2 separate regions of the Oryctolagus cuniculus genome follow, and region 2 is linked to region 1. The links are chromatin contacts, called in public Micro-C maps. All regions are on one chromosome and are shown on one strand. The core of a region is the stretch at or near the end of the contact, and the rest is flanking DNA. Distances in the headings are between cores, read along the strand shown.

Region 1 (2,913 bases), core at 302-2,801:
GGCAGCTGGGCGGTGGAGGCTCCGGGCCGCGCCCTTGCGAGCCGGTCTGGAAGAATCTGGCGTCCTCCGCTTCCTGCTTCTGCTCTGGCCACGGTGGCAGAGGGGAAGTTCGGGGTGGGAGGCCGCGGCCAGCCCTTCCGCAGCCCGGGAACTCGGCCTGGGACCCACGGCTCCAGGGCCACGCCCCCCACCCCCCCCCCCGCTGGTTTCTTTTCCTTTTTTTTTTTTTTTAAAGATGTATTTATTTATTTAAAAGACAGAGCCAGAGAGAGAGAGAGAGAGAGGGAGACAGTCCACCTGTTGAATTTGCTACCCAAATGCCCACAGCAGCCAGGGCTGGGCCAGGCAAAAGCCAGGGGCCAGGAGCTCCATATGGCACTGGGGCCATCTCCTGGCTCGGGGCACCTGCGCCCAGCGCTGTCTCTGGCTTCCGCTTGCTGCCAACGCAGATGTGGGAGGCAGCCGTGACGGCTCGAGATCCCTGCTGCCCACGAGGGAGACCGGGACCTTCTCTGTTCTCGCTCTCATGAAATGTATTTGAAAGGCAGAGTGACAGTGGAAGAAAGCGACTTCCATGCCCTGGTCCACTCCCCAGCTGGCCAGGGCGGTGGGGGCTGGGGCCAGGCCAAGGTCAGGTCTGTCTCCCAGGCCCTCGGCCATCGTCCACTGCTTTCCCAGGCGCATCAGCCGGGAGCTGGGTGCTGAGGTATGGGATGCGGGAGTCGCAGGCAGCGGCTTGACCCGCTGCACCGCGGCGCCGGGCCCCTGTCCACATCTACCTGCGTTCCCCGTGGGGGTGTCCTGACCGGATCTTCGCAGGTGCCCCTAACCATGGCAGTGACACGGCCTCCGGGACCCAGGATTACGGCCACCGGGGAGAGAGAACCTAGGACAGCGGAGGGTGGCGAGCAGGGTGGGCTGGAGCGTGGGGTCTTGCTGAAACCAGGCCAGGGCCAAGGCTGAGGCCCGCTCTGGGCCTCGCCGCGAAGAGGCCTTGGTCAAGAGGCCGCTCCGGGCCTCAGTTTCTTGCTCTGGGAAATGGGGACAAGAGCCCATCTCCAGGGCTGCCGCCCGGACCGGATGAGAAGCGCCCGCAGCACGTAGTCTGCTCCGCAAAGGAGACCGGAACTCAGATGTGGAGGGACGGTCAAGCGGCCACCCCGACGGCATGGGGGCCTCGCAGGGCAGGGCTGCACGCAGGTGACCCGGAGGGGAAGGAGGCTTGGCGCGGAGGGGGCCGGGGAAGGGGTACGGAAGGAATCCATTGTGGAGCTCCGCGGCTCGGGGCTGCTGGAGGCCTGACTGACGGCCCTGGCCGCCTCGGAGCCTGCACTCCACGCCGGACTTGCGCGGCCTCCAAAACACACTCTTCCGCCCGCCCTTGCCACCGCCTTCTTCCGCCCACTCCGGGTCAGCCAATCGCAGATGGTACAGCGCATGTGGGGGCAGACCCAGCCAATCGGGACAGAGCCTCGAGCGAGGCCGAGGACCAATCGGAGCGTCTCTGTCATTGGGTTCCTCCCGAAGTCTACGTGCGACGGGGAAAAAAAACCGATACAGTGGCCAATAGGAATGCGTGTTTCAGGCGGCCAATGGGAGACGGCGTCTTGGCGGCGTACTGGTAGCAGCTCCTCCGCGGGGGCCGGGCGGGGTCCCGGGTTCGAGCCGGAGTCCCGGGAGAAGGGTGCGTCTTGGGGGGCGTGGGAGGGGGCGCGCCCGAGAGGGTCTCAGGGAGGAAGCGCGGGGGCAGGCTGCGCTTGGTTGGAGGTGGACCAGACGTGTCGCCAGTGGGTGCCCGTCGTGGCTCCTGACCCTGCCTGCTGGGTTCCTGGGCGGGTGGTTTGAGGACCTGCCCCGGTGGAGACCTCACCCCGACCCACTCCATCCGGGCCCCCAACGTGGGCGGCAGGGACCCAGGCACTGCTGCCTCCCAGGGTGCGCGTGTGCAGGGAGCTGGACCCAGGCCTTCCAGGACGGGTCACGGGCAGACCTAAGATGTGACAAGCACCTGTCGCTCAGCTCCGATCCTGGAGACCTGGGGGGGGAGGGGCGGGTGGTCCGAGCTGGACTCGGGGGGGCGTCCGCGGGGGCTGGGGTCTCTGACCCCGGGCGTCACGGCTGAGAGACAGCAGCAGCCCTGCCTCTGTCCTCACCTGGGTCCTATCTGTGCCCCTCTCTTGCCCGAGACAAGGCCCGCGGGGTCAGTGACATGCAGAACCTCGAGGACACGCCGCAGCCCTCACTGTCGCCAGCGCCATTCTCCAGATGGGCAGACTGAGCCCGCGAGCGGCCGAGCTGACGCGGGGGAGAGCAGGACTCCCTCCCCCTCCCCCACCCGCACCCCCACCCAGGTCTGTTTAACTCCTCTGCCCTGCCTGTCTGGGTATCTCGGGGGTGGGGGGTGGGTTCACAGTTAATTTTTTTTTAGTGACTTATTTCTTTGAGAGGCAGAGTGACAGAGAAACCTCCCATCCTCTGATTCCCTCTGCCAGTGGCCACAACAGCCAGGGTTGGGCTGGGCCAAAGCCAAAAGCGCCGGTTCGAGTCCCGGCTGCTCCACTTCTGATCCAGCTCTCTGCTGTAGCCTGGGAAAGCAGTAGAAGATGGCCCAAGTCCTCGGGCCCCTGCACCCGTGTGGGAGACCCGGATGGAGCTCCTGGCTCCTGGCTTCGGATCTGCCCAGCTCTGGCTATTGCTGCCATTTAGGGAGTGAACCAGCGGATGGAAGACCTCTTTCTCTCCTCTCTCTGTGTAACTCTGCTTCCCAAATAAATAAGTCTTTTAAAAAAGGGGGGGACGCAAGGGCCTCCAGGCAACCCCTGGGGCTGACAACGTCTCCCTCGCCAGCTGTGAGGACCATGTTTCTGTGCCAGAGAAGAGCCGGCTCCAGGGGCAGCCTGCCGGGCGCGGCTG
Region 2 (3,087 bases), core at 98-2,597, 160 kb after region 1:
CCGGGTCTTGAACCTGACTCACAGCAGCCTGGGGGGCGGGGGTCACTGTGTGGACCAACGCTACCTGCACTTCCCTAGACGGCCACTTGGTGGCGCTTGCACCACAGCCTCACCCAGGGGAACGCCAAGTTTACAAAACCCTTGATTTCCTGCCCTTCCAGCCGCAGGGCCCTGAGCGTCCTTGCGCACTCGGCCCTGCTCTCCTTGGACGGGAGGCTCCGGCGCCGCTGGGTTAGCGGGAAGCTGGGATTCGAAGCGGAGCTGGGGCAGAGCCTCCGCCACTTCGGCAGGGGAGCCGGCGCGGCCCAAGCTGTGTCTGAACGGCTGCCCGCCCCAGCGGTTTTATTTTTAAAGATTTTATTTGACTTATCTGGAGGGAGAGACAAAGGTCTTCCATTCACTGGTTCACTCCCTAAATGGCTGTAACGGCTGGAGCTGAGCCAATCCGGAGCCAGGAGCTCCATCCGGGTCTCCCGTGCAGGAGCAGGGGCCCAAGGACTTGGCCCATCCTCCACTGCTTTCCCAGGCCACAGCAGAGAGCCGCATCGGAAGTGGAGCCCCGTGGCGTGCCTCCCGGCTCCCTCCTGCCCGGGCTCCACCACCCCGGACGGTGCTGTGTCTGCCCTGGGCCGTGGTGTCCAGCAGTCAGCCTAGTACTTGCTGTGTCCACACAGAGAGCTTACGTTGTCTGTGCCTCCACAGCTCGTCCATAACTGGACGTTAGCAGACGTGGCAACTCCAGGAGCGGGTCCTGAGCCTAGCGGCTGTCCCCGGGGCCCCATATCGGAGCTCCTGCAGCACCCTGGGAGGCAGGAGGTGATGACGGCTCAAGGAATGGGGTTCCCGCCACCCCTGTGGGAGACCCGGATGGAGTGCTCGGCTCCTGGCTTCGGCCTGGCCCAGCTGTGGCTGCTTTGGGCATTTTTAGGGGGTGAGCAGTAGATAGGACATCCCACTGGTGTCTTTGCCTCTGAAATAAAAATTTGTTTAAAATTGGGTTGTTTGAAACTCTCCTGTCAAGTCTTTAAGAAAGGTATTTATTAGGCAATTAGATCTTCCATCTGCTGGTTCACTCCCCAGATGTTTACAACAAGCAGAGTCCTGGGCCAGCCCAACACCAGGATCCAGGGGCTTCTTCCGGGTCTCCCGCGTGGGTGCAGAGGCCTGAGCCCTTTAACCGCCATCCGCTGCTTTCCCAGGTGCATTAGCAGGGAGCGGGATCGGAAATGGAGTAGCCGGGACTCGAACCGGCGTCCATGTTGCATTTCCGGTCAACCCTGGGAGGCGCCTAGCCGCCTCTACCCGCTTTGGGTACCAGCGCACACGGCGGCGCCTCCACGCCCGTCCGCACGGGGGCGCTGCGAGCATCCTCGGCCGGGTCGCTCTAGGCGGCGGCGGCGGCTGAACCGGAAGTCTCTTTCCTCCCCCACTTCCGCTCTCTGGCCCGGGCTCGGGCTGCGTGGAGAAGACTTTGCAATGCCGACGGGAGACTTTGAGTGAGTCCGGGGTGGCGGCGGGAGTCTCGGGAGACAGTGTGGGGGGGTCCTGGGGGACTCTTAGGGGGCCTGGGTCGCGCGGGGCTGCCGTCGTCCGGCCTCGCCGCCCCAGCTCTGTCCCCGCACGCTTGTCCCCGCAGCTCGAAGCCCAGCTGGGCCGACCAGGTGGAGGAGGAGGGCGAGGACGGTGAGTTCCCACGCGGCCCCCGGCCCGGGGCAGTGCCGCCCCGCTCGGGGCCGGGGCCTGGCCCCTGCCTTGGCCACTGCTCAGGGCCCCCCGGCACCTCCGCGCGCGGCCCCCGCCCCGCGCCACCCTCCTCGGGGCCAGCCCACTGACCCCTCCCGTCCTGCTCGGGGCCGGGGCCAGGCGTGGCGCCCGCGGGGTCTCCCGGCCCGTGCCCCACCCTCACGCCAAGGACCCCCGTGCCCTGGCCACTGCTCAGGCTGCCCCCGCCCCTGGGGCTCACCCCCGCCCGCCCCCTCCTGCAGACAAATGTGTCACCAGCGAGCTGCTCAAGGGCATCCCCCTGGCCACCGGCGACACCAGCCCGGAGCCTGAGCTGCTGCCCGGGGGTAAGTGACAGCCTCCGCCGCGGCCCTGGCCACCCCACCCCCACCCCCCGCCCGGCCCGCCGCTCCCAGGGCTCAGTTCCCCTCCCCGTCCCCCTCCTCAGCCCCACTGCCGCCCCCCAAGGAGGTCATCAACGGGAACATCAAGACGGTGACCGAGTACAAGATCGATGAGGACGGCAAGAAGTTCAAGGTGGGCCGGGGCGGGGGCTTGGGGTGCAGGCAGTTCAAGGTGGGCTGGGGGAGGGGCGTGCCGGGGCCCTGGGCGGGGGCTTGGGGTGCAGGGGGCCCACCCACTGCCCTCGCACCTGCAGATCGTGCGCACCTTCAGGATTGAGACCCGGAAGGCCTCCAAGGCTGTCGCGAGGAGGAAGGTGAGGCCCCCGCCCCCGCAGGGCTGACCCGGGAGCTGGGGACCCCTGTTCCAGGGGGAGTTGAGCTTCCGGAGGCCGGGGTGTCTGCATGTCTCTTGGGGCCCTGAGAAACTCGGGGTGCAGGAGCGGCTGGGGTTGGAGGGGGTTCCCCCGCTGTGCCCCTGGCTGGCGGCAGGCCCCGTGCCAAGCCCCTGGCGCCCGGAGAGACCCAGGGAGGCCGGGAGCTTTGGTGGTGCTGGCTTCACCGGGGAGGGACCCCCGCCTGCCCCCCCCAGCCTGGGCCTGGCATGGAGCCGCAGCTGCCCCTGTTGCGGGGTGGCTGCCGTGGTATGTGGGTGCCCAAGGCTGTGGGCCGTCGCCCGCTCCTGCCCTGACCTGACCCCCTCCCCGGAGCCCAGAACTGGAAGAAGTTTGGGAACTCGGAATTTGACCCGCCGGGGCCCAACGTGGCCACCACCACGGTCAGCGACGATGTCTCCATGACGTTCATCACCAGCAAAGAGGTGGGCGGGGCCGCGGGTGGGGGCGGGGTGGGGCCGCAGTCGGGGGCGGTGCAGGCCGTGAGCCCCCGCCTCCCCGCTGACCCCCGCCCCCCCCAGGACCTGAACTGCCAGGAGGAGGAGGACCCGATGAACAAGCTCAAGGGC

Evidence for each region. A called contact is a pair of places that touch in the nucleus more often than the background predicts.
Region 2: a Micro-C map of ear pinna shows a contact between it and region 1, with 2.9 times the contacts expected there. The contact joins the promoter of EIF3G here to the promoter of TYK2 in region 1. A contact is called at or near these places in 2 of 6 Hi-C or Micro-C datasets (ear pinna and an unstated tissue).

What each region holds. Positions count from the first base shown.
Region 1 is chr16:67,027,014-67,029,926 of mOryCun1.1, forward strand. TYK2 (tyrosine kinase 2) reads left to right here and starts at 1,552. Exons shown (of 26, transcript XM_070059155.1): 1 at 1,552-1,684; 2 at 2,192-2,351; 3 at 2,493-2,751; 4 at 2,848-2,913. The coding sequence starts at 2,604.
Region 2 is chr16:67,187,193-67,190,279 of mOryCun1.1, forward strand. It overlaps EIF3G (eukaryotic translation initiation factor 3 subunit G), which reads left to right and starts at 1,348. Exons shown (of 11, transcript XM_070059206.1): 1 at 1,348-1,496; 2 at 1,637-1,683; 3 at 1,986-2,069; 4 at 2,171-2,259; 5 at 2,381-2,440; 6 at 2,839-2,943; 7 at 3,040-3,087. The coding sequence starts at 1,477.